Linked DNA regions of Sus scrofa: regions 1, 3 and 4 are each linked to region 2. The links are chromatin contacts, called in public Hi-C and HiChIP or PLAC-seq maps. All regions are on one chromosome and are shown on one strand. Each heading gives the region's core, a stretch centred on a gene start, on an enhancer-like site or on the middle of the called end of the contact. The rest is flanking DNA. Distances are from core to core; before and after follow the strand shown. Region 1 overlaps WDR17 (WD repeat-containing protein 17). Region 2 holds the start of SPCS3 (signal peptidase complex subunit 3). Region 3 overlaps WDR17 (WD repeat-containing protein 17). Region 4 holds the start of SPATA4 (spermatogenesis associated 4).

The links. Hi-C and Micro-C count contacts between places; a contact is called where the count stands out from the background. HiChIP or PLAC-seq counts read pairs in DNA pulled down with a chosen protein or histone mark.
Region 1: a Hi-C map of skeletal muscle shows a contact between it and region 2, with 5 times the contacts expected there. The contact joins the enhancer-like site here to the promoter of SPCS3 in region 2. A contact is called at or near these places in 4 of 5 promoter capture datasets (fetal liver, fetal skeletal muscle, liver and 1 more), 33 of 47 Hi-C or Micro-C datasets (adipose tissue, alveolar macrophages, blood and 17 more) and 2 of 2 datasets of contacts at active chromatin or transcription factors (alveolar macrophages and skeletal muscle).
Region 3: an H3K27ac HiChIP or PLAC-seq map of skeletal muscle shows a contact between it and region 2. The contact joins the enhancer-like site here to the promoter of SPCS3 in region 2. A contact is called at or near these places in 3 of 5 promoter capture datasets (fetal liver, fetal skeletal muscle and skeletal muscle), 7 of 47 Hi-C or Micro-C datasets (blood, fibroblasts, liver and 2 more) and 1 of 2 datasets of contacts at active chromatin or transcription factors (skeletal muscle).
Region 4: a contact with region 2 is called in an H3K27ac HiChIP or PLAC-seq map of alveolar macrophages. The contact joins the promoter of SPATA4 here to the promoter of SPCS3 in region 2. A contact is called at or near these places in 2 of 5 promoter capture datasets (fetal liver and liver), 7 of 47 Hi-C or Micro-C datasets (alveolar macrophages, brain, embryonic fibroblasts and 4 more) and 2 of 2 datasets of contacts at active chromatin or transcription factors (alveolar macrophages and skeletal muscle).

The regions. Positions count from the first base shown.
Region 1 is chr15:38,665,680-38,671,172 of Sscrofa11.1, forward strand. It overlaps WDR17 (WD repeat-containing protein 17), which reads left to right. Exons shown (of 31, transcript XM_021075880.1): 15 at 937-1,139; 16 at 2,553-2,702; 17 at 2,791-2,921; 18 at 3,186-3,311; 19 at 4,317-4,472. Among named protein-coding and RNA genes, the nearest start is that of SPATA4, 37 kb to the right of the region's middle. Within about 2 kb of position 3,217, at least 17 of the 83 cell types and tissues checked have an H3K27ac peak or open chromatin away from gene starts, as enhancers often do. A contact at or near this core is called in adipose tissue, alveolar macrophages, embryonic fibroblasts and 3 more, where this site is marked.
Region 2 is chr15:38,788,236-38,794,404 of Sscrofa11.1, forward strand. It overlaps SPCS3 (signal peptidase complex subunit 3), which reads left to right and starts at 2,370. Exons shown (of 5, transcript XM_003133320.4): 1 at 2,370-2,682; 2 at 4,132-4,205. The coding sequence starts at 2,540.
Region 3 is chr15:38,687,127-38,692,854 of Sscrofa11.1, forward strand. It overlaps WDR17 (WD repeat-containing protein 17), which reads left to right. Exons shown (of 31, transcript XM_021075880.1): 28 at 20-122; 29 at 1,113-1,214; 30 at 4,212-4,310. Among named protein-coding and RNA genes, the nearest start is that of SPATA4, 16 kb to the right of the region's middle. Within about 2 kb of position 2,140, at least 3 of the 83 cell types and tissues checked have an H3K27ac peak or open chromatin away from gene starts, as enhancers often do. A contact at or near this core is called in fetal skeletal muscle and skeletal muscle, where this site is marked.
Region 4 is chr15:38,703,779-38,709,919 of Sscrofa11.1, forward strand. It overlaps SPATA4 (spermatogenesis associated 4), which reads right to left and starts at 1,965. Exons shown (of 6, transcript NM_001177923.1): 1 at 1,748-1,965; 2 at 766-895; 3 at 265-383. The coding sequence starts at 1,965. It overlaps LOC110257112 (a long non-coding RNA gene), which reads right to left and starts at 5,365. Exons shown (of 2, transcript XR_002339354.1): 1 at 4,683-5,365; 2 at 4,302-4,596.

The sequences.
Region 1 (5,493 bases), core at 1,967-4,466, 120 kb before region 2:
CTATGTTTTATATCCAGACAAGATAGTCTTGAATAGTACAGTTTGGGTTATTTGAATATAGGATAAATTTAGGTAAGAAAAATCTTGATTTTTTCCAAGTAAAAGGTGCAGTATATGACAACCACATTGTCTTGTCCTAGCGTAAGGGGGAAAGAAGAAAGCAGTCTTTGTATATAAAGCAGAAAGAGATATGCCTTAAAGAAATAAAAATATGTGATGTGTCTCCTTGTAGTATAATATAACCTTGGTCGTATTAATATTTTGGGATTTTCAGGCTGATCTGCAACTAATAAAAGATGATTATGAATCATCCAAGCAGAGTTAGTATTTGGTGGTCTTAAATTGATTTTGAGTTCAAATATTACTTCAATAACGTTTGTACTTCGTACAATCAATAGATTCAAATGATATCATGAATCCAGCTATATTTAAAGTTTTGCACTTGATATGAGACTAAGCAACTTATTTTACTGACAAAAATATGAAGTACTTACACGTATTGATAAAAGCATAAATGTGAGTTGATTTTTCAGTAATATCCATCATCATATATGCTGTATTTTCACGATTTACAAATAATTTGAGCACTCCTAAATTATTGTATCATGTGTTAGTTGTATTTTTTTCCTTGGCTTTATCTGTTCTGGACATTTCATGTTAAGAAAGCAATTTTTTAAACATATAATCTGTGAAATAATATATTAAGTATCAGTAGCAAGTAACCAGTAAAAGGAAAAAAATGTATTGGAATAGGCTGGTTCTAGCCTAGTTATTAATTTGTATTTGATATAAAGAGGAGAATAATGACCTATCTCAAAACGTAAAATGCTTTTTCAATATGCTAAGAAATAATCATTGTGCTCCGTTAAGAATATGCCAATACTTTAGATAAATTATAAGATGAATGGTATCACGTACATAATATTCTGTTTTCAGTTCTGTTCGAATCTGGGATTATACTCAAGATGCTTGCATAAATATTCTGAGTGGACACACTGCACCTGTGAGGGGATTGATGTGGAACACTGAGATCCCATATCTGTTAGTATCTGGCAGCTGGGACTATACTATAAAAGTGTGGGACACTCGAGAAGGAGCTTGTTTGGATACTGTGTATGATCATGGTGCAGATGTATATGGTAAAGTGCTTTTGAGTACTTTTAAATTTCGCTATGTTAACATTTATAATTTCTGAGCAATACAGTATTTTTTTGAAGTCTTATAGTGTTTCACTTTAAAATAACGTTCTTCTTATTGGAAAGCATAATGCTTAGTGTTTAAATATCAGAATTCACAGAAGATGATAGAAAATGTCATCAGAAACTATCAGAAGATAACTATTGTTAATGTTGTGGTGTCTTTCTGTCTCTACAGAGAAATACACGCACATACCCATGTTTGGCTTGGTTTTCTCCCTTACCTTACCATCACCCCAAAGAGAACTTATAAAAGAGTAAATCAGCAATAACTTAGATATGACTTTAGTCATTTCTCTACCTCTGTTCTTGGATATTTAGGGTAATGTTTGTTTTTTAACGTTGAATAAAGTTTTTTCAATATAATTGAATTGGAGGAGTTCCCTAGTGGCTCAGGAGGTTAAGGATGAGCTGTTGTCACTGCTGTGACTAGGGTCACTGCCGGGGCTCAGGTTCATCCCTGGCCCTGGGAACTTGTGCATTCCACAGGCACAGCCAAAAACAAAAAAATACAAAACAAAACAAAAAAAACTAACAAACAAACAAAAAAAAAACTGAGTTGGAAATGAAAAACCAGATTTCTTATCTTTGCATATTGCTTTACTCTCATTTGTAGCACCCAAACTTTGATAGGATTAAGTAGATGAGTTAAGAATGCAGAAATGATTATTTTGAGCAAGTAACCCTAATCATTTGTATCCATATGCTTTACCCCAGTGACATTTTAGTCAGTATAGTGTGGGCCCTGGTATGGGACAAAATCCCTTTTTTGGGCATTCAAAAATGAAAGGTCCTCAAGTCTTTATCTTGTGAGAATAATGCCCATTCATCTTTCTATTAACCCACAGATTACTGAGTATTCCATTAGTATTACAGTCTGGTGCTGGTAAACCAAATGAAATTTAGTTTCCACATTTTCATCCAGGACCATCTGCTTTCTAATAATCATTAGACCTTGTATTCATATCTACCGAATATGGTAAAAAAAAAATTTTTTTACATTCTTGTATTATTTTCAGACAAGATAAAAATGTTATTGGAGTTCCCGCAGTGGCACATGGGGATCCGCCGCATCTTGGGATCGCTGGGACCCGGGTCTGATCCCCAGGCCCGGCACAGTGGGTTAAAGATCTGGTGTTGTGGCAGATTCGGGGCTCGGATCTGAAGCCTTGCCCAGGAGGTCCATATATATGACTTGAGGTGGCCAAAAATGAAAAAAAAAAAAAAAAAAAGTGTTATTTAAAACATTTCTTCATAACTTCAATAATAAAGTTATGTGGAAATGTTACGAGGTGATATAAATAAAAACTATGTTTCAGTGCTTACTTGAGTAAATGGCTCTATTTCTTCCATCAGGTTTAACGTGCCATCCAAGCCGCCCCTTCACTATGGCCTCTTGCTCCCGTGACTCTACAGTGAGACTCTGGTCATTAACACCTCTAATCACCCCTTTACAAATAAATATTCTGGCCGACAGATCTTGGGAAGAAATTATCGGGAACACGGGTACTGAAACTCTTGCATGTATTAGATTTTCTGTATAAATGCTATTTTGTAAGCTCTCTTTTGTTGCTGAGTTCCGTCTCTCCTCCAGATGGCGCTATAGAACACGGCACGCCTCCCCTGCTGTGTGGCAAAGTGTCAAGAGATATTAAACAGGAAGTAGAGAAACTGACGGGTAATCCTCGCATGAAAAAACTAAGATGGTTTTCAGAATTCTTATCAGTAAGTATTATAAGGAACCAAATGGAAAAATTTCCCCTTCAGCCGAAGCGAATTATTACAACTTTTTGTCATTATCACACATTTACATGTGTCATCCCACTGAAAGAAAGCAAATGGAACCCAGAAGCAAAAAAAGATAAAGTATAGTTCTTAGTTTGTTAATTTATGGATTTAGATGTGACTGCATTATGTTTTTGAAGACGCAAAATGCTGTGGGGTTTTAATTCCTTATTGTATCTTTGCATGTTCTGTATCAATGTTTAGCCTCCAGGGGGCAGTGACAATTTGTGGAACTTAGTTGCTGTGATCACAGGGCAAGATGACAGCTTACTTCCTCAGAACTACTCTAAAGGAATAATGCATTTGAAACATCTCGTTAAATTCAGAACAGTAAGTATAGTATGCAAATGTGATGTACTCAAGTATTTTTTTTGCCATTTCACTATTAAAATATGAAAATGATTTTTAAAATAAATAATTAGAGTTAGTAGACTGAAATAAGTGAATATTGAGGAGATCAATCTTGAGTGATCATGACAGTACAAATTATTTGGAAACAGACTGAGGCAGCCATGGTTTTCATAGCTTGAATCTCATGAAATTTTCTAAAACACTTGAAATACTTTGCTTTACACTGTTAGCAGATGATTGTACGTATGGACTAATCTGATTTTTGCCCCATAGATCTACTAGGATTTATTTTGGGATATATTTTTATTAAAACCGATTATATTCCAGCTCTTAAGAGTTTGAATTTCAATACAAAACTATTACTTAGTTACCTTATGCATGAAGTGATATGCAATACTGCAATGCCAGCAACAAACCAGTTCTGGAACGGGAAAGAAGAAAAGGCTTTTTTTTTTTTTTTTTCTTTTCAGTAAAATGCCAGTGGGTAATTAGTTGTTGGGTCATGGAGAGAATTGTGCCAGGGATGTGGATCTGATGCTGATAAGAAACAGTTATTTTCATTAAGTACTTTGATCACAAACTAAACATGTAATAACTGTAATGGTTATCTGCTGAACGAATAGAAGCCAATTAGAGTGAGCCAGTAACTTTTAATTTTTATTAAAAGCCTTTATATATTTTTTCACGAGTTATATATCACTTTATCACTCACTACCTTTTGGCCTCTGGACTTCTGGTGAGTTTTAAGAAAAATGAAATTTAGCTTCTTCCCACCCACACCAGACACATCTAGGCTCTTCTCTCCACCACTCCAAAATATTGTGTTTAAAGAGGCACTGTATTTTATAGAGAAAAAGCATTGGTTTAAAAAAATATTCAATTTACAGTGCTCTGTGCTTATAAAATATGTGTCTGTATGGTGCTTTTATAATCACCAGCTATTGTACAATAAAATTTAGAAAATTTCATTTTCTTTTTAACCAGTCTGAAGCACAAGAACTAACCACAGTCAAGATGTCTAAATTTGGTGGTGGCATTGGTGTCCCTACTAAAGAGGAAAGACTGAAGGAAGCTGCCGAAATATACTTGAGATTAGGACAGATTCAGAGATATTGTGAACTGATGGTTGAACTTGGAGAGGTAATGGGCTATTAGAGCAAAATTCATGAATTTAACACAGTATTCTAAGTCTTAGTTACATATGAAATATCAAGCCCATCTTTTTCCAGTTCTGGTTGGTTCTCCACCAATCTGATATCATATGTATGCCTCAGAACAGTGTTTATCGAAGTGAGATCCCCCAGATCACAGCATCAGCAAAGCCCAGGAACTCCTAGACATGCATTTCCAACCCAAACCAACAGAATCAGGAGCCTGGGGGATGGAGCCCAACCATGGGTACTTCTTGAAGCCGCTTCCCCCCTTTCCCCCGCCCTGCCCCTGCTCAGCTTTATCTTCACACAAGCTACCCTTTGAGAACCACTGCCCTAGGCTGGAGTCCTTGATTTCTGGCTCATTTTCTCTCAGTGGACTCCCCTCGCTATTATGACTATTTGTCATAATTCATTCCCACAATGCCCTGAGGAAGAAGGGTCTCTCCTTTGAGGATCAGCTGTTAAGGGATGCTCACCAGGCATTGACCTCCTGATCTTCACAGAGAACTGAATCAGCAAAATGGAGTTTTCCCCTTTAGGATGAATCCATTCCCATTATCATTCAAGATGGTGGTTGGTGGCTGAAATAGAGCAAAAGAGAGGAGGGGCTTCTATTTCTTGATCTGGGAGCTGGTTATGAGACTATTCAGTTTGTGAAAATTGATTAAGCTTTTCATTTTTTCTGCATGTGTATTTTAGTTCAGCAGAAATTCTACTACCTGTCCAAAAAAAAAAAAAAAAGAAAGTCATGGACTCATTTCATGGTTGATAATTTTTTAAAAGCTCTAGGTTAATTAATTTTATAATTACAAAGCATGATATTAAGAATACTTATGACTAATATAAAGTAAAACTAAGCAGTAACATTGCATTGAAATATAACAAAATTAAATTTAACTCATTTTTGTCTTTCCCCATTTATTAGAGACAAACAATGAATTACTGCTTGACTAAAATAATAAAGTGTGCCATTTTAAAATGTCATTGAAAAGGGATTGCAGACTAAA
Region 2 (6,169 bases), core at 1,120-3,619:
GGAGTTTACGTCGTGGTGCAGTGGTTAACAAATCCGACTAGGAACCCTGAGATTGCAGGTCCCTGGCCTTGCTCAGTGGGTTAAGGATCCGGCGTTGCTGTGAGCTGTGGTGTAGGTTGCTGACGTGGCTTGGATCCCGTGTTGCTGTGGCTCTGGTGTAGGCTGGTGGCTATAGCTCTGATTCAACCCCTAGCCTGGGGAAACTCCATATGCTGTGGGAGTGGCCCAAAAAATGGCAAAAAGACCAAAAAAAAAAAAAAAAAAAGAAATAAAAGAATTGTTAAAGGAAAATTTATTCTGTAACATACATGACATGATTAAATATCTTGAAAATCCAAAGACACAATGAGAAAACTACAACAGAATAAGAGATCTTCCCACCCCATCCCTACTCTGCTCCTATTGTTTTGGGATGTGTTTTGGGAATTCCTAGTCACTCAAGTTCAAGCCATCATGTCAGGACAATAACATTAATTTCATTTGTGCTTTTGCATCTACTTTCTGCCATATTTTGCACACACCCCTACCTAAGCAGTTGCTGTATCATTGATTTTGACTCTGAAATTTCTCATCAGTCTTCCTTTTTTTTTGGTCCCATTGTCATCAACCTCAGTCACTTACTCTCTACTTTTATTTTGTAAATGGCTATCAGTTCAGTGATGCTACTCTTATTTAATACATAATTTCCTGCAATATAAGATCCCAACTTTTTGGCCAGATTTTCTACAATAGGTCCTTATTTTACCTTTCCAGTGTCTTTCCCACCTAATCCTTTATACATACACTGTTTAGCTGGACCAGACTACTGGGTATCTCCTAGATAAACCCATACTTGCAGTCCAGTATCTTTTAGAATACTCTTCTTGGACATCAACACCTATAACAATAAGCATCCTTTCTCTAGAGAATCCTATATTAAGTATACCTAATTGTCTTGTTTATCACTGCGCTAAATATTTTAGATACTGTTTTTGTTTCACATGACCACAGATGCAATTTCTTCCTCTCCTGAAATTCACAGCATTTTACAACTTCCTCTGTGTTTCAGATTTCTCTGTTTTTATTTCATTGACTCTACTGGATTATAAAATTCAGGAGGGTAGAATCAATTAGTACACATCTCTGTTATCATGTGTAACACAGTAGGCATTCAATAAATTGTGGCTTTACTGAATAAACTGTGGCTGCCTGGAAGACAAAAATTTACAGTTTAACTCAACTAAGGATCTCTCCTTAGTTCATAGTTCGTTAGTTTTGCATTATTTGGCTCTACTCCAATTTAGCAGGGACCTTGTCTTATCAGGGCTGCACTCTCAAAGCCTAGAACTGAACCTGGCATAGCTGGCCCTTAGTAACAAACAACCCTAACTGTACACTATATGAAAACTGAGTGATTAACGAATAATGCAAAGAAGCCAGGGCTCAACAATAGACAAGATAAACCAGCATAAGGCTCAGATCATCATTTTCTGGTTTGCCCATCTTATACTAAGCTAGGTGTTCTTAGACTCTTTTGGTTTATGGATACAAAATTACAAATTTTTTTTCAGGGAATTACTGGGTCCTCTGAATCCCATTTTTATAATCACAAAAAAAAAATGTAGCTGCCAGAGGAACAAAGGTGTTGAGAGACCGTTAAGGTCAGGGATTGGCATAGTCTGAACCTTACAGCCTCTGAGGGCCACTGTGTATTGATGGATTTAAATTATAAATGTATATTTTTTATATTTTCTTTCTTTATATATGATACATATGAAATATTTTAAGTAAAAATTTAAATTATACCATGTGTGGCACAGCAATTTCACAACCATCACCTCCTTTGATCCTAAGAACCCAGCGAGGTCATTCTTTTGGTTATAGGATCCACCTTGTTAACATGCAACAATTTAAAACTGGTAGCGGCACCCTTATAGTCTAAAACAGCTTTAGCTGCCATAGGAAGGCAAAGCATGAATAGGAGCTGGTCTGAGGTTGGGCGTGGAAAGTAAAGGCCCTCTAAGCCCTCCCAAAAGCTGAAGTTCTAACTCCAGGTGTGACAAAAGACCAGGGGTTTTGGAGAGTGCTGCTTCCAAACGCGATACGTCGGGACACACAGCAAACTACCTTGCTTAGCTGAGGGTTTTAGGTGCAAATCGACGGCACCTAAGCACCCAAGAGGCCACAGACGCAGACCGCTTGAAAAAGGCCTGAGAAAGAAGGTTGACGGGCTTGGAGGCCAGAGGAGAACCGAGAAGGTGGCCCTTCCGCGGCAAAGCCCAGCACCTCCCCTGCTCGTCGCTGATTGGTGGAGGCGCCAAGGAGGGGCGGGCTTGCTTGAGGCTCAGTCTCGCGGGTTCGGCTCGTCCCGCCCGCTGGTGGGTGTGTCTGGGAGGCGGGGGCGCGCTCGCACGCGTCGCGGGACCGGAAAGGAGGCGGGGCCGCGACGGCGCGCCCCCGGAACGCGCGGCGCAGGCGGCGCGGATCGCTGGGAGCCGGTCCGCGGCCGGAACGGGGTCCCGGGTGTGCGTGTGGAGCGGGGCTCGGGGCGTCCGCCGCGATGAACACGGTGCTGTCGCGGGCGAACTCGTTGTTCGCCTTCTCGCTGAGCGTGATGGCGGCGCTCACTTTCGGCTGTTTCATCACCACCGCCTTCAAAGACCGGAGCGTCCCGGTGCGGCTGCACGTCTCTCGGATCATGCTGTGAGTGCGGCCGAGGCCGGGCGGCGGGCGGGCGCCGAGACCGGGCGGCCGCGCGGGGCGACGAGCCGGGCGTCTGCGCTTCCCCGGGGCCCCTCCCGAGCGACCCTCGCTCCCCAGTGTCCAGCCGGGCGGAACCCGCAGCTCCCCGGTCCCCCCTCGGCGCCCACCCTCCGCCTCATCTTCCCGGGCTTGCTCTTAAATTTTAATTTTGAGCGTTACTCCGGCCGGTGCCTCTGCGTCCTTCCTGTTCCTCACTTCCCTCTGCCCGCGCGGGCCAATGAGGGAGCAACACAACAGCAAAACGGGCGCCGCTCCCCGCCTCCCGCCTCCGGCCCTGCGCCGGAGTCCAGTAGCAGCCACCCCCGGGCTGCCCACAGCCCGACCCGATCCGAGCCCGGCCCGCAGCCCCTCCCCAGGGCCTTTCCTCGCAGCACCGACTCGCTGCGGCTGCCAAGTTGGCGGCCGAGGTTGGGATGCCCGGAGAGGACTGGGCATCCCAGTGCCCTGATAAGACGTGTTTTCAGTTTTATTTTTGAAGGGCCGGTTGCTTTAGTACATCTGGGAGAATGTCCCAAGTCGAATTTTGAAATGACATTGTCCTTTCGCTAATGCCTATTTTTTTTCCTTTCTAATTTTTATTCTCTAGCACTTTTTTCTTCGATTCTAGCTATTTCCGCCCCCCATCCCCGCTCTCTTGTCTGGCTTCTGTATGCCTTCTTCCATGTGCGCTCTCCTTCAACCTTAGTTTTATTTCTAAGTCAGAATTGTCAACCAGCCAGTTATCTCAGAGCTGTCCCCTACTCTACCCTTTCCTATATTGATGTTTGTTAGTTACTATTTTTTTTTAGATTGAAATAGACCCAGGCTGGCAATCACGGCTGTTCCTTGCTCTGGGAGGGATCAGCAGAGCTTGGCGCATTGTGAACACGGAACAGCTGTTAGCTACTGAGAATCTTGAGCAAGTTTCTTACCGTTCTGGGCCTTCGTTTCCTTTTGTCTAACTCGTGGGCATGTTGTGAGGATTGAGATAATTGTGAAAAATATGTAGTGGACCTGACCCAGACACTTAGTAAGTGCTCAGTAAATACAGCTGTTCATTTTATGTTCATTACACACCACCTTGTAGTAATTTCCTTCTACCCGTTGGACCAAATCACTTGACATCAAGTATTTACACCTTCTATGAATAGTTTTTAATCTGCTCCCTGGGTTTTGTGAGGGATTCTTTTAGGTTAAATGAAAGTAGCTGATGACCCATTTTCATAGTGGATTAAGATGTTTATCCTGTTTTCACATAAATTTTTCTGATTTTTACTTGTTTCTTTGTGGGATTGTTTTTTCAGATGTGCATACAATTAGACCCCTGTCTTTCACTTTATGTGAAGAATTTTGTGAATTTTATATGCTGTTATGTTGGAAGGATGGTAAAACTATTATCTTTACTTCTAGAAAAAATGTAGAAGACTTCACTGGACCTAGAGAAAGAAGTGATCTTGGATTCATTACTTTTGATATAACTGCTGATATCCTTTTCAGAAAATACTTCATTGATTTCTCTCTAGTTTGATAATATACATGTTAGTGATTGGGGGGCAGTAAGTATGTTTATTCATTGAATCAGTCAAACCTTGGAAATTTCTGTGCCTATGTTTTCATCGGTATAATCATGCTAATATCTCCTCATTCATACCTTAAAGAAACTTATTTATAGATTCATGAGTTATTATTGTGTGAACACACTTTAAATCTTCACAGAAACAGTAAATAGATCTAAAGCTACAGGAGAGTTTGAATCTATATATTGGAAAGAAAATGAAATTAGATCATTGAGACTAAAGAAGAATGTTACCAGAACTCAGCCTACCTAGATGTAGTATTTCACGTACAGTCTTAAAGAATATATGCATATTTTGTGATAGCAGAGAGAAACATATGTAAAAAAGTGATTTGCATCTCCTATGGTTCAGGTCGTTACCAGATGATTATTAGTAAACCGTATTAGCATTTTGCCATTATAGTTCTTTTTATAAGTGCTTTTATAATGAAATTCAGAGAAATCTTAACAATTGCAAGAGTTACTTAAAAATATTTAAATATTTTCTCTTTATTCTGAATTTCCACCTTTTGATTTTGGCCAGTTGTATCTTCTCAAAGGTCAAAGATTACCACATTGGCAGCATTGTTCTCTGCTGCTTTTAGGATCTCACCTGCCTTTTTAAAACCCTGGGATTAAAATTGGTTATGGAGGTTGAACTGTCTCAATTTGTGTAAAACAGTTGTTTGAAGAATGGAAGCAGGTTATGTACCTGGGAAGTTTATCTGACATGCCTCTTTACTACCCTGAAATTAGTTTTAACTTTATTTTTTAGAAAATAATTACTAGGTTTAGAAATAGACTAGGAATTAGTTTTGTAGGCACCTTTTTAGGAAATAGAGTAGACCATCAGAAAAGTCCTATATTAAACTTCTGCTTTTAAATCTTCAAGTCTTTTTTTTTTTTTTTTTTTTTAAGCTAGTGAGTGGGAGTTGGGGTCTAGTGTGATAGTAGGAACTTGTGTATCTGGGCAGTTATAGGGAAATTTCCTGATATCTCAGTTATTATGTATTCTCAATCTTATCATTTGTAGAGTTTCTTAATATGGCTGCTAAAACTTGAAATTGTACTTGTTCTTATAAGAAGATAGCCAAGATTTCTAAGTTCTAAAATAGGGATTCTAAGTGAATACACAGATCTTATCCAAGAGCACAATAACGTGAACATGTAGTTGTTAGTATGGAAATGGATGTAATAAAAAGACATAATCATTTCCTTATGGTGCTTAATGAAATCCAAACATTAACTCAGTTCGTTTCTCAGTGACACCAGTCTTATAATTAATCCTGGTGAGTTCCCCGCCCCCACTCTGGTAAAGGGGTGAAACAACACTGGTATTCAGCTGTGGACTCTTACTAAAGCACTTCATTGGTTGAGACATCTTGGGCCTGTGTTCAAAAGCAACATGTACAGTTTACTGTACTTAATTTAATTAATTGAGCTTAGTTCACTTCTGTATAACATTAGGTTATATTGTGATATGTTGGTTATACTCTAGAACTCCAGTGGAATCATCTGTGCTTGAATCTTAAGACCTCTTTCTTTTAGACTTGGTTGATTTTACAGAAAACTAAATTTCATGTTTCTTGGTTATTATTATTGAACGTATCTGAGTTAGTAATGCTTAGAGGAGCAGGAGCTGATAATCTCACTGATGTTTTTGACTTTGGGATAAGCTGAATTTTACATGTTTTCTTTTACTTTTTTTTTTTTTTTAATTAGTGGCCCAGTATGCTTCTGGGCCACATTTCCTTTTTCTTTTCTTTTCTTTTTTTTTTTTTTTTTTTTTTTTTGTCTTTTGTCTTTTTTGTTGTTGTTGTTGTTGCTATTTCTTGGGCTGCTCCCGCGGCATATGGAGGTTCCCAGGCTAGGGGTTGAATCGGAGCTGTAGCC
Region 3 (5,728 bases), core at 890-3,389, 100 kb before region 2:
TTTGGTTTTATTTTGCCAGAATACATCAGTAGTTCGAATTGGACTTTGGATACCATTTACCCCATTCTCGACCTATTGAGTTATATTCGTACTGAAAAATTAGTCTTGCATACATGTACTGAGTGAGTACTTTTTCTCCAAAATAACGTAACTGAACTTATGTAACGTTTCAAAATGCCTGTACTGTTTTTGGTGTTCAGATCAAGAAATAAGATCTTCTTGGACAAATAAGTGCATGTGTAGAAAAGTTACATTGTTTTTTGTTTAATTCTTAAGTGAAAATACAGAGGTCAGTTAGAACCAAACAGCAAATCTTAGAGGTCCTATTTCCTAACACCTAACACCTAGTGTGTGTGTGTGTGTGTGTGTGTGTGTGTATGTATGTACACGAAACACACACATGCCCACCTGGTTCAAAGAGGGCTGATTCAAAGCATTGGGATGGTTTTGGACCTTTTGTCCTCCACGGTCTGTCTAGTGGTCATCCCCTTTAAATGTGCATGTGTGCAAAGCATACTAGGTTGAGGGGAGAAGTGAAAGTGCTAGAAAATGAAAAACAGACATCATCCTTGAATTCAAGTATCATTTAAGGACATTGTTACCCATGTATCTAGAGTCTCCAGAGACCACATATTTTTATAATGGAGGCTTTGGGCTATTTCTGTCGCAATGCCATGCGGAAAGATGGTGCAGCAGCCTGTGAAACCTTGGCAAGTTTTCCCAGCAGGGCATGGATGCAGGGGGTGTCCTCCCCCTTCCCTAGAGTCCACACAATATGCCAGGAACCCCTCAAGCTGACCAAATGCGTTACTTTGGGAGAAATTACAAGAGGGAACAGACAAGGAATAGAAAAAAAAAAAAAAAAAGGCAAGTGTTAAATATTATTTAAAGATTTTTTATTTTAAATTACAATTTATGTTATTGTAGATGTGTCTGAATAGGAGTTAACTGATGAATAAAACATCTTCAAATTTTAGAAAATTTTCTAAGCATATTTTGCTGAAAATGTCACCCACCAAAATATAGAGATCCAAAGGCAATAACTATGTATGAGAGCAATGTTCTCTACCTCGAATTATGGAACTTTAAACCATAAACATATTGTCTTCTAGAGCACGAAATGAACTGCTGATACTATGTGGCTATGTTGGTGCGTTGCTGGCTATCAGAAGACAGTACCAAAGCATCGTTCCTGCACTTTATGAGTACACAAGGTAAAAGCAGTTCCTCTTCTAGTGTGAATTGAGAGAACTGCCTCTCACTGAGATGGTTAGTATCCAAGTGTATCACAGAAGCAGCAACTACATTTTACTGGCATCCATTTATTTACCAAGCATGTGCTTCCTATTAATGCAGAAATAAACAGTATGAACTAGCAGTGTATTCAGGTGTAAAGAACAGAGATCCTGATTCTCGCTGAGACATGAGGGTTTCTTGGTTTTATGTCAAGACACTTGAGGTAGGCATTCCAGGGCTGATTCCATCAAGGGTCTGGATTCTTCCCCTCTCTCCACTCTGATCTTCTTGGCTTCTTTCTCTTGCTTGAGTGACCCAAGGTTTTCAGGTGGCTTCTAGCCCTTTGTGTGTTATGTCTACATTTGAAGCAGGAAAGAGGTGGGAGAGAGCACAGAGGGCAGGACCCTTTTCTTCCTTAGGGCTAGTTTGCCCACAGCCCACTAGCCAGAACAGTGTAACCCTACTTTTAAAAGAATATGAGAAACTGGGTTTTTTAGCTTTCTCATCTCTACAGTAGAAAAATGCAAAGTAAAGAGGGTCTGTGAGTGGCAAGTAATTATTTTATATTCAGGTATAACCTACCTGCCAAACTCCTGTATCTTCTCATAGCTTGCTGAACATCAGCCGTTGTGCTTACAACTTGTCATACTCAAAAATAAAACCCAGTGCCTTCCCTGAAAAACTGTTTCCAAGTCTGCTAGTTCACTAAATGGCAGAGTGGGTTATACTTAAAAATGCTGAGTCTCTGCTTTAAGCAGCATTAAACAGCTTTTCCGAGTCCCCTCCATGTGGGCAAAAGGTTCTGAGAGAAACAAAGCTTGCTCCTTGCTAGCTTCTCCCTCTTGTCCAGGCGGAGGTCTTGTGGAGCTGTGGCTCTGCCCTCTGGAGCAGAGCAGAGCGTAGTAGGAATTCACACGGTCAGGAGAAATCTATGCAGGAGCATTGCCACGAATAGAAAGTAACTTCTAACAGTATTAAAATAGACCAACAGTTGGATGTGTCACATGGAATTAATAATATTCAAGGCGATGTGTTAGCTCTCTCTGACTTTGGTAATGATGAAAGAGAGAAGATGGTCCTTTGAAACAATACCACGCATACAAGAAGGCTTTGTATTCATAAGGAAGGAGAGATTTGAGAGGATGTGACGAGTTAGAAATGCGTTAGTTTAGGATGAGGAACTCAAGCTCCAGAACTTTCAAGTCCTCTCTTTACTTCTCTGACAGCTGTACCCATTGTCCTGCCTGGCTGCTTAAGCTGATATCCCCAAACCACTCACATCCATTCCCCAGCTTGTTCTATCTCCTGCTCTCATCTCCTTCTCTTTTTCCTTCCACGTGGATGTCCAGCAGCTCCCTCCACTCAGATAAGCCCTGCACTCAAAGTTAAAACCATCTTCCTCCTCAAACCTATTCCTTCTCCTGGGTTCTCTCTTTCTTCTGATGTCGTTATGTTTCTGTTGTCCAGAATTAAGTGCTCAGGGTCAGGATTTAGTGCTTTTCTTCACTGTCAGCAGCCACTGATTTAGTAAATCCCCACATCTACTTGTTTTCTCATTTCCTGTAACCCCATAGTTGCTGGCCCCACTAACTGTCACCTGTGGTAGCCCTTCCTGTGGTCACCTTGCCCCTTTCCTCCCTATTACACCCCCTACTGCTGAGCAGGTAACATTCTCAATCCTTAATCTGACTTTGAAATTCCACAGAAATTGGAGTCCATCCTTGTCACCCACTGTGTCCTTTTACATGTTTAGCCAAACTGAACTACTTGTAATTTCCTGTACATCTGAAAGCTTTTCACTAATATTTTTTCACTGTGTTCTCTCCACTTATTTACCGTGGTTTTCCCCTCCACTCTTTAATAATACTCTACATACACTAGATCATCAAAAACTACTGGAAAAATTTTGTTTGGGAAGTTTGGGGGGTTTGAGGGGTATGAGCCACCCATGTCCTTGCATGGCCTGCAATAAACCTTTCTCTGCTTTTATAAAGCAAGCAAACAAAAACAAAATAAAAACGAAAAAACTTCTGGTCAGGTAAATTACTGTCAAGTGGAAAATTGTAGACAGGGAAGTCATATTAAAGAATTTATTTTGGAGCTATGCTACATTATCTATAAAAAAATTTAAGTTCAGTAATTTGAGGTTGAAAAAAGCAAGGTATCACCTGATTTGAAATAATATTCCTAAAACATTAGAGATATGTGGGGGCAAGGGGTATTTGTACCTTTTTTCTCACCAATTCTGATCATGTCCCAGCAGAATGATGACAACAAGCATGAGTAACCACAAAATATAAATTACAGAAATGCTTACTTTTACTTCATCTGTAAGATCTTATGTTCTTTTTTTTAGCTCTTAAATAGCTTTTACTTTTAAATGTCAACTAATTCCTTGAAGAACATACCGAGTTTGTAACTTATAGAAACTAGGACTATAATTCCCTATCGCCTCCTCATAATTAATAGTAATGATAATTACATATGTCTCCAGATTTCTACATAGATGTGATGGATCACTGCTGTCCCTGTCTCACTTTTTTTTTCACACATCCTGTCTTTAAAGGATTAAAATCAGCATGTCCATTCCTTCCCGCTAATTGACATTCTTATCCTGCTGTTATACCTGCCTTCTTACTCCTACTGACTTTTAATGTGGAGACACACTGTTCCTGCAGCTGTGACTCAGCACTGCTGGGCTTACCCAACTTTCTCCATACTTTGTGCAGTAGGTTTATTCATGTGCTCACTCGCCTGGCCTATCATCCAGCCCATATGTATTGAACATTTTTGACTTGCCAGGGATTTAAAGGCTAAATGTATAAGTGCGTGCACATGTATATATCTTATCTATGCACATAGATTTGTGAATAAGTGTGGTTAAATCTAAAATTGCAGTTATTTCAAGTTCATTTCCCTTTTTTGCTCTCTTCGTCTTGGATGTCCTATGTTAATTTCTTTTTCACATGTTTCAGTCAGCTGTTAAAACGTCGGAAGGTGTCAGTGCCTTTAAAAATTGAACACCTTTCTGAGGAATTGGATGCGTGGAGAGCTTGCACACAGTCCACCAACCCGTGAGTCAGCATGATATAAAAATTAGAATTCGGAAGGTATCACTTAATATTAGAGATAGACTTGTTGAGAATCAGGTTGCTTCATTATTTATCTTGGCAGAATAATGAATCTTAGGTTGTTTAGATTATATGAAGTAATAATTTACAATGCTGTTCTTGCTGCCTTTCTTATACCCTTCGTTTTACTATAAGTTCAGTCTAAAGTTGATTTTTGCCATCATCTATAAAGGGACTGTTTTTAATCTAAATCTTAACAATCCTGCATGTGGTTCCACGAAAATAAAACTGTAATATCTGTTGAAAAACACAGATCATCAGAGGAGTCTTCATATACACCTCCTTCTGATTCACAAAGAATGGTTTACGCAACTTTACTAAAGAGGCTAAAAGAAGAACCACTCAGAGGAATTGTTGGACCAGATTATGTGACTGGATCAAATCTTCCCAGTCATTCCGATATTCACATCTCTTGTCTCACAGGATTAAAAATCCAGGTACAGCCTGATGTCAGGCATAAAGGGAATATGTACATCATTTTTAGTGGTTTCATTATTTTTAAAAATGTGATATTAAAATAAGCATAATCTGAATAAAAGTGTGTACCTATAAAGAGACCTGAGGCCCAATGAGATAATATTGCCCTTAATGCTTCCATGTTTGGTATAAATGGCCTGTCCTTAAAATAAATTCAGAGACATAGTCCTTGTACTGTTACCATAAAAGCAATTTATGTAACAGGCATACTTAGAAACAAATGATACGGATACTTAGTAACAAATGTTTTAAAATACACACAGGTCATATCCTTAGGGAAATTAAATAAGGGAGACAAAGCAACAGCCAACACAGTTACAAATTACTGTATCTCAGTAGATTAAATTTAACTCTATAGCCTTCATTAGTATTTTATAAACACACAGAAAGCAATTAAAAACTGATAGATGCATATCACTGATATATTATGCCTGTTCTTCCTTCAGCTTACTGAAATTTTCAGCAATTAAAAATTACTGAGATCAGTCATGAGGGATGGCTTATTCTCAAGCAATGGTCCCTAATGTCCAATCAAAGTGATGATGGTAAATGGTGCCAGGGCCTCCCAGTGGGACCCAGGAGTACCATTGTCTCCAGAAAATAGAGAGCCTTCATCAGCTCGGAGCCATGACCAGTTGTAGGAACCCTAAGAAGTAAACAAGACTGAATCCCCATGAAACGCTAATTGAGACCAGGTTGAACTAAAGAACTTGGAATTCACATTTTACCCAGTGGATTCTTATATTTCTAATGTAACATAGCCAATTAAATTTCTAATACTGATGTGCCAGGTCAGTAGAGAAAGACATTTTAGGGGATAACCACTCAATATAAATTAAATAGCTTGCTACCAATGTAAACTCAAACTGTAGCTTGACTTGACA
Region 4 (6,141 bases), core at 715-3,214, 85 kb before region 2:
AGGCTAGGGGTCAAATCGGAGCTGTAGTGGCTGGCCTACACCACAGCCACAGCAACTCAGGATCTGAGCCATGTCTGTGACTGACACCACAGCTCATGACCCTTAACCCACTGAGTAAGGTTAGGGATCAAACCTGTGTCCTCATGGATGCAGTCAGATTAGTTTCTGCTGAGCCATCATGGGAACTCCCATTTTAGCAATAAGATTTCTACTGTCACAACTTTAATATTAAATTGTATTACTAGAAAATTCCAAATAACTCACTCTCGATGTGTTAACAAGGTGTACACCTCCTGTATCAGTATTTCAGGTACTCCAGCTTTACAATGAATAGTTCCGTGGATTAGTTCTTTAGGTAATTTAAATTTTTTTCTTGCCAGGAACTTTAATAGAAGAAAAAAAATATTTTCACCAAAAAAATTCTATAAATATCTCTAATTACTTTGAATTCACTTTCACCCCCTGTTTGTCCTCCATTTATATTTTGAGGTTTAACAAGTTAATTATTAAATGATATTATTACTCAGCAAGAAAATCAACCATGGTCTCCCTCTCCGACTTGAAATGAGTATGCTGTTTCATAGGTGACACATAGATTACAGTTTAATAACCTTTTTAATACAAGGAAATAAATGCCACCTAGCGGCTTTGGGTAACTAGCACCCAGCCACTAACACACATTTCAAGAAATCTAAGACCTCAGGAATACACCTCTTCAAATACAAACTTCTCCAAAGTTAAAAGCATCGGTAACTGCTAATTTACCTTTTCCAATTGTGCCCAGTTATCCAACTTGACTTTTAAAGAAGTTCCATTTTGAAAGGATGACAACTTAAGGTCCCAGGGGTAATGTATAGAGAATATTTCTGCGATCAAGAAGCCATTGGAAAAATCCCTGATCCATATCAATAAGGAAATGAAATAAAATGTAGTTACATATATAGTTTGTATTATTTTGTAATCAATTCACACCCATATAATATTCAATACTGACGACAAGATAATTATAAAAGTAGAGTCTGATGCATCCTTGCTTCGAGGAGGCCTTGCTATGGGGTAGTGATTGAGTAAGATTAGACACACACCAAAGGCCATGGTGTTCTTTTTATGAACCCAAACTATTAATTCATATTGAATTTTCATTTTAACAAGGCCCCCAGGTGATACCACTGGGGGCACTGAACATTTCAAGCATGTTTTTCTTAAGGAGTGCCTAAATCAGTAAACCAGAGAAAGCCCTTGCCTGCAAAATGAAAGTCATCACCTTTATTTTTAAGGAATTCAATTTGCATTCCCAGTGCAAGTATTAACTGCCAGTTATGCTCAGAGAGGCTTCAGTTATAAGGAGCAACTTTTTCAATCCCCAATAACCTTCAAACCAGATGCTATGGCTAATAAAAAGTAAACGGATCCCCACTAGTACTAATGTCCAGTGTCCCTGAAAAAGAGCCTAGGTTATTTTATTTGGGGGTTGTCACCAACGCATTCTATATTAGCTGAGTCTAAAACGGAATGATAGAATTGATTGAATAAATGAAATGCTTCACCCTTTTGCAGATCAGCTCCCTAAGGGGGCGAGTGTGTGAGTGTGCTTGTGCGTGTGCGTGTGACGAGTGAAGGAGTAGAGCGGGCAAGGCAATCCCAGGAAAGCCCCTGCGTTACTGCGGGGTGGGCGGCGCAGACCAGGAGACTGCTCTGCTCCGGCGGATGCGCCCGCCAGGCGGCCAGGGCCCGACCGCTCCAGCACCTGCTGATGTTCCTAGGGAAGAAGCTGAGATCCAGGCCCTGGAGCCAGCGCAGAACCGACGGAGACATGCGGGAGCTCTTCGGTGGTTGTGGATAGACCAGCCACTTCTTAGGCCTCTCTCGGATGGGAGCTGCTGGACCTGGCGCAAGTGACGGTGACTTGGGTAAGGCAGCCGCCGGCAGCTTCAAAAGCCTTTCTTTCCGGCTGGTGGCAGCCATGTCGCTTTCTGGGTTTCTATGGCAGCATCGGGGGCGGGGCCTCGGTGGGGCGGGGTCTGGTGTTGGCGGGGCCTCGGCGCAGGCGCCCTGGGCCTCATGCGTACTCCACTTCACTATCCGACGCTCTTGGTTGGGCACGCACATCCCTGGCCCCACTGCGAGGGGACGTGGGTCCGGGGAGCTTCGACATGGCCCGAGCTTTCAATCTCAGTTTTAATTGGCCTGAAGCGTAACCAATTTAGAGCTACCCACCCTCACCCCGCCTTCCCTTAGAAATTGACATTTTGAATATTGTGGTTTCTGCTCAGCTGAAGGCTTGTTGCAGTCAAGCATTTTGAGGAAGTTGTGAGAACGTTTCAGAGGACAAAGACAGGTTTTGTTTGGAAATTGGAAAAGATAGGGCTTTTGTTCCAAAATGCCAATGTAAAAAAAAATCTTCAAAAATAAAATGAATAAATGCTTTATGTCTACACAATGTAATTTACCAATTTCCTTAATTATTACATTATATTCATAAAAGTTACATGGTATTTGAAAACAACTTGTAAATTAGATTTTCACACTTCACAAAGATGCCTCAGGATGCATGATGTCATTCATTAGACAAATATTTTGAGTCCCTACTATGTGCCAGGCCCTAATCTAGTCACTTGGGATTCATCAGTGAACAACACAGAGGGAAAAAAAGATTGCAGAGCAAGCATAGATAATTATAAACTAAATATTTACACAGCAAAGTTGTTAAAATCTTTTAAAAACTTTTACAGCAGAAAAGTAGATATGTAGATAATATGTGTAAGTAATATGAAGATATGTTACTATGCAAGATGAAATATGGGATAGATATATAAAGAGTAGAGCTGTATATTGTCGAATGCTTATTCGTACACGTTTATTAATAAAGTAAACCAATGTGAGTGAGTCTGTATTAGAAAGACAAAAATGAAGCTGTACAGTGTTTTTTCTTTGTCCAATGTAGTTTTTCATTTGTTGAATGGACTTATTTTGAGGAATTACTGTCCTCTGCTTTGCTGTGTATAAGATCTTCACTATTCAATACCTAGCTACTAGCCCCATGTAGCTATTCAGTTTTATATTAAATAAATTTAAATAAAATGAAGAAGCGTAACACTGGCTACATTCAACAGCTCAATAGTTGGGTGGGGCTGTTGGCTACCACATTGTACATCACAGAGACTGCACTATCACTATCTTTGCAGAAAGTTCTTTTAGGCAGCTGTACCCTAGATTATTTATAGAAGGTACAGAGATATATAAGTATCTGAAAAAAAGATCATGTACTCTGAAAAGCTCTGCCATGCTAAAAAATATATTGGTATCAGGAAGGAAGCAAATGATTTGGCCTGAGAGAGCACAGGAGTCCTCAGAGGAGGTGACCTTTGATGTGTATCTTGTAAAGCAGTATTTGAATGGGTTAAGACACAGGCTTTGGACCACCAGCTTTACTTTTTATTATTTATGTGATTTTGGGCAAGTTATTTTACCATTTTTTATTTGTAAAAGATGGAAATAAATAGGAAATACCTTACAGGGTTGAGATGAGGATTAAGTTGACAAGTTAAATGAATGAAGAGCCTGGAACAGTGTGTGCACATAATAAACACTCAGTACACATGAGTGATGCTTCTAAGACAATTGTGGAACTCTATGGAATGAAGAGCGGAAGGAAGGAATGGTTGCACACAGAGTGACTTATGTGAGCAGAAGCAGACAATATGATCTATGATATAAGAGTTTTTTTGGTTTGGGGTTTTTTTGTTGTTGGATTTTTGTTTTGTTTTATTTTGTTTTGTTTTGCTTGGCCATGCCTGCAGCATGCAGAAGTTCCTCAGCCAGGAATCAAACCTGAGCCACAGAAGTGACAAAGCCAGATCCTTAACCACTATGCCACCAGGGAACTCCTATGGTAATGAGAGTATTTTTTTTTTAATGAATTTTAGGAAATAACAAATAACTGATTAGGGTTAGAGAGACTGTTCATGATTTGAGCTAACCCAAGATTTAGGTGGTAAATGGCTGGAGAGGTAGGTTAGGAACACAGATTGAGGCTTGACTGAAAACAGTCTTGATAAGGAGCTAGAATTTTTATTGTAGCAAATATGCCAATTGCTAAGCAAATAGATCTCTGTTTCATATACATTCATACAGGTTCTGCCCCCTGGAGTTGGAACTTAGTCTGATTTCCCCTTTGCTGAGTTTTATCAAATTTGGCCAATGGGGGGAACTGGAGAGTGAGACTAGGAGGCCAGATGAAGGGAGAAGGACTGTTCAGATCAATGTCCCCAGGCCAGTGGCAGTTGGTGCCAGAGTCCAACTTTTTTTTTTCATTCCTGGAGCAGTTTTCATCATTCTCTCTCAGAAGTTTCAGCGACCACTGAGAAGGGCTGGCACTCAGAACTCCAAGGCCCCGTTTTAATCTAGGACCCACCCACCCACCCCTTTTGTGAGGGACTCAAGAATCAGTACCCGCTGTGCCAGCGCCCCTTCGAAAGTCAGTCTGTAGGACTTTTCCTCCAAGCTCCAGCTTCTGAGAACTCCAGATCTCCAGCACTCAGGGGTCTCTCTCTTTTCATCCTGTGTTCTTGTTTTAGTCTTTTAACTCTTCAGCATCTGCATAACCATTTCCTTCTATTAAATTCTGGTTGAATGCATGGCATTACTTCTGATTTCTGGCTGAACAATACATGGCTTCTTACCTGTAATGAAGTCTCCCTTTACCACTAGCTCATCCACACCTTCCTGAGGCAGCTGCGGGACTTGGTACAGCCAGATCAGCAATGTCAGGGAGAAAGTAGACCAGCCGGATGTTTTTGTGGGAGGTCAAGACACACAGAAGCCTCTGCTGACCTCCTGGCAGAGAGCCAGAAAATTGATTTCACCTACAGCAAGATGATGAGCGTGCGCTGCTGGTCCTGCTAGATAAAAGCAACAAGCTTTTGATGGTTCTTGTATATATTTTTACAGAGGGTAAAAGTACTTTGCAGATCGATAGCAGCAGAACAATTGTTAGGGCTAGTGGCAGTGTATGCCAGTCAAGATACCTCAAAGGGAAAAGGAGCTGGAGCTGAAGGTACCTCCTGGCTGAGTTGACAATAACTCACAGTCATCCTCTAAAACCCACCAACTTCTGCTTAAGCCAAATAGCCATCCAAGCCAATAATTGTTGTTGATCTATCCAAAATGTCAGTTTTTTCCATATGGGGGAAGGAACAGACTGGAAATACTGCCTTGGGCACATAAATGACATGTGGACAGATGGTATCACTAGTTCCTTTGTCCACAGCATACCTCCCCCTCTCAAAAAAACCCAAACTTTTTCTTTCTTTCTTTTTGGAGCCACACCTGTGGCATATGGAAATTCCCAGGCTAGGGGTCGAATCAGAGCTGTAGTCACTAGCCTACGCCATAGCCACTAGCCTACGCCATAGCCACAGAAATGTGGGATCCAAGCTGTGTCTGCAATGTACACCACAACAGCTCACAGCAGCACTAGATCCTTAACCTGTTGAGCAAGGCCAGGGATCAAACCTGAGTCCTCATGGATATGAGATGGGTTTGTTACCTCTGAGCCACAGTGGGAACTTCCAAAACTTTTCTTTTTTAAAAGCCAGATGTAGGTTGCTAAACCTGTCTTTTTCTGGGTTCGAGAAAATGTGTCTTTCGCCCTTTAGTCTAGTTCGGGATGCTGACACCATGAGCTCCTAACCTCCCTGAGGGCCCAGCCTCACCCGATGTTCTCTCGTGATGCTGAGCAGCAGACGAAGCTCCTGGGCCACCACCCAATTACATAGGGAAACAACTGATACACTTACAACCCTTTCTGGACTCATACAAGTGTTCTGCTTTTCACTTTTAGTACAGTATTCAATAAATTACATGAGATAGTCAATTCTACCATAACATAGGCTTTGTGTTAGATGATTTCAGCCAACTGTAGATTAATGTATGTGTTCTGAGCACATTTAAGGTGGGCCAAGCTGAGCTACAATGATCTATAGGGTAGGTGCATCAAGTGCCTTTTCAATTTATATTTTCCCATTGGTCGATCAGGAGGTACCCCCAGCCCAAGTATAGGAATAGCTGCAGTCTTTTTTTTTTTTTTCTTTGTCTTTGTCTTCGTGCAATTTTGTCCTTGGACCTTCATACACATGTATA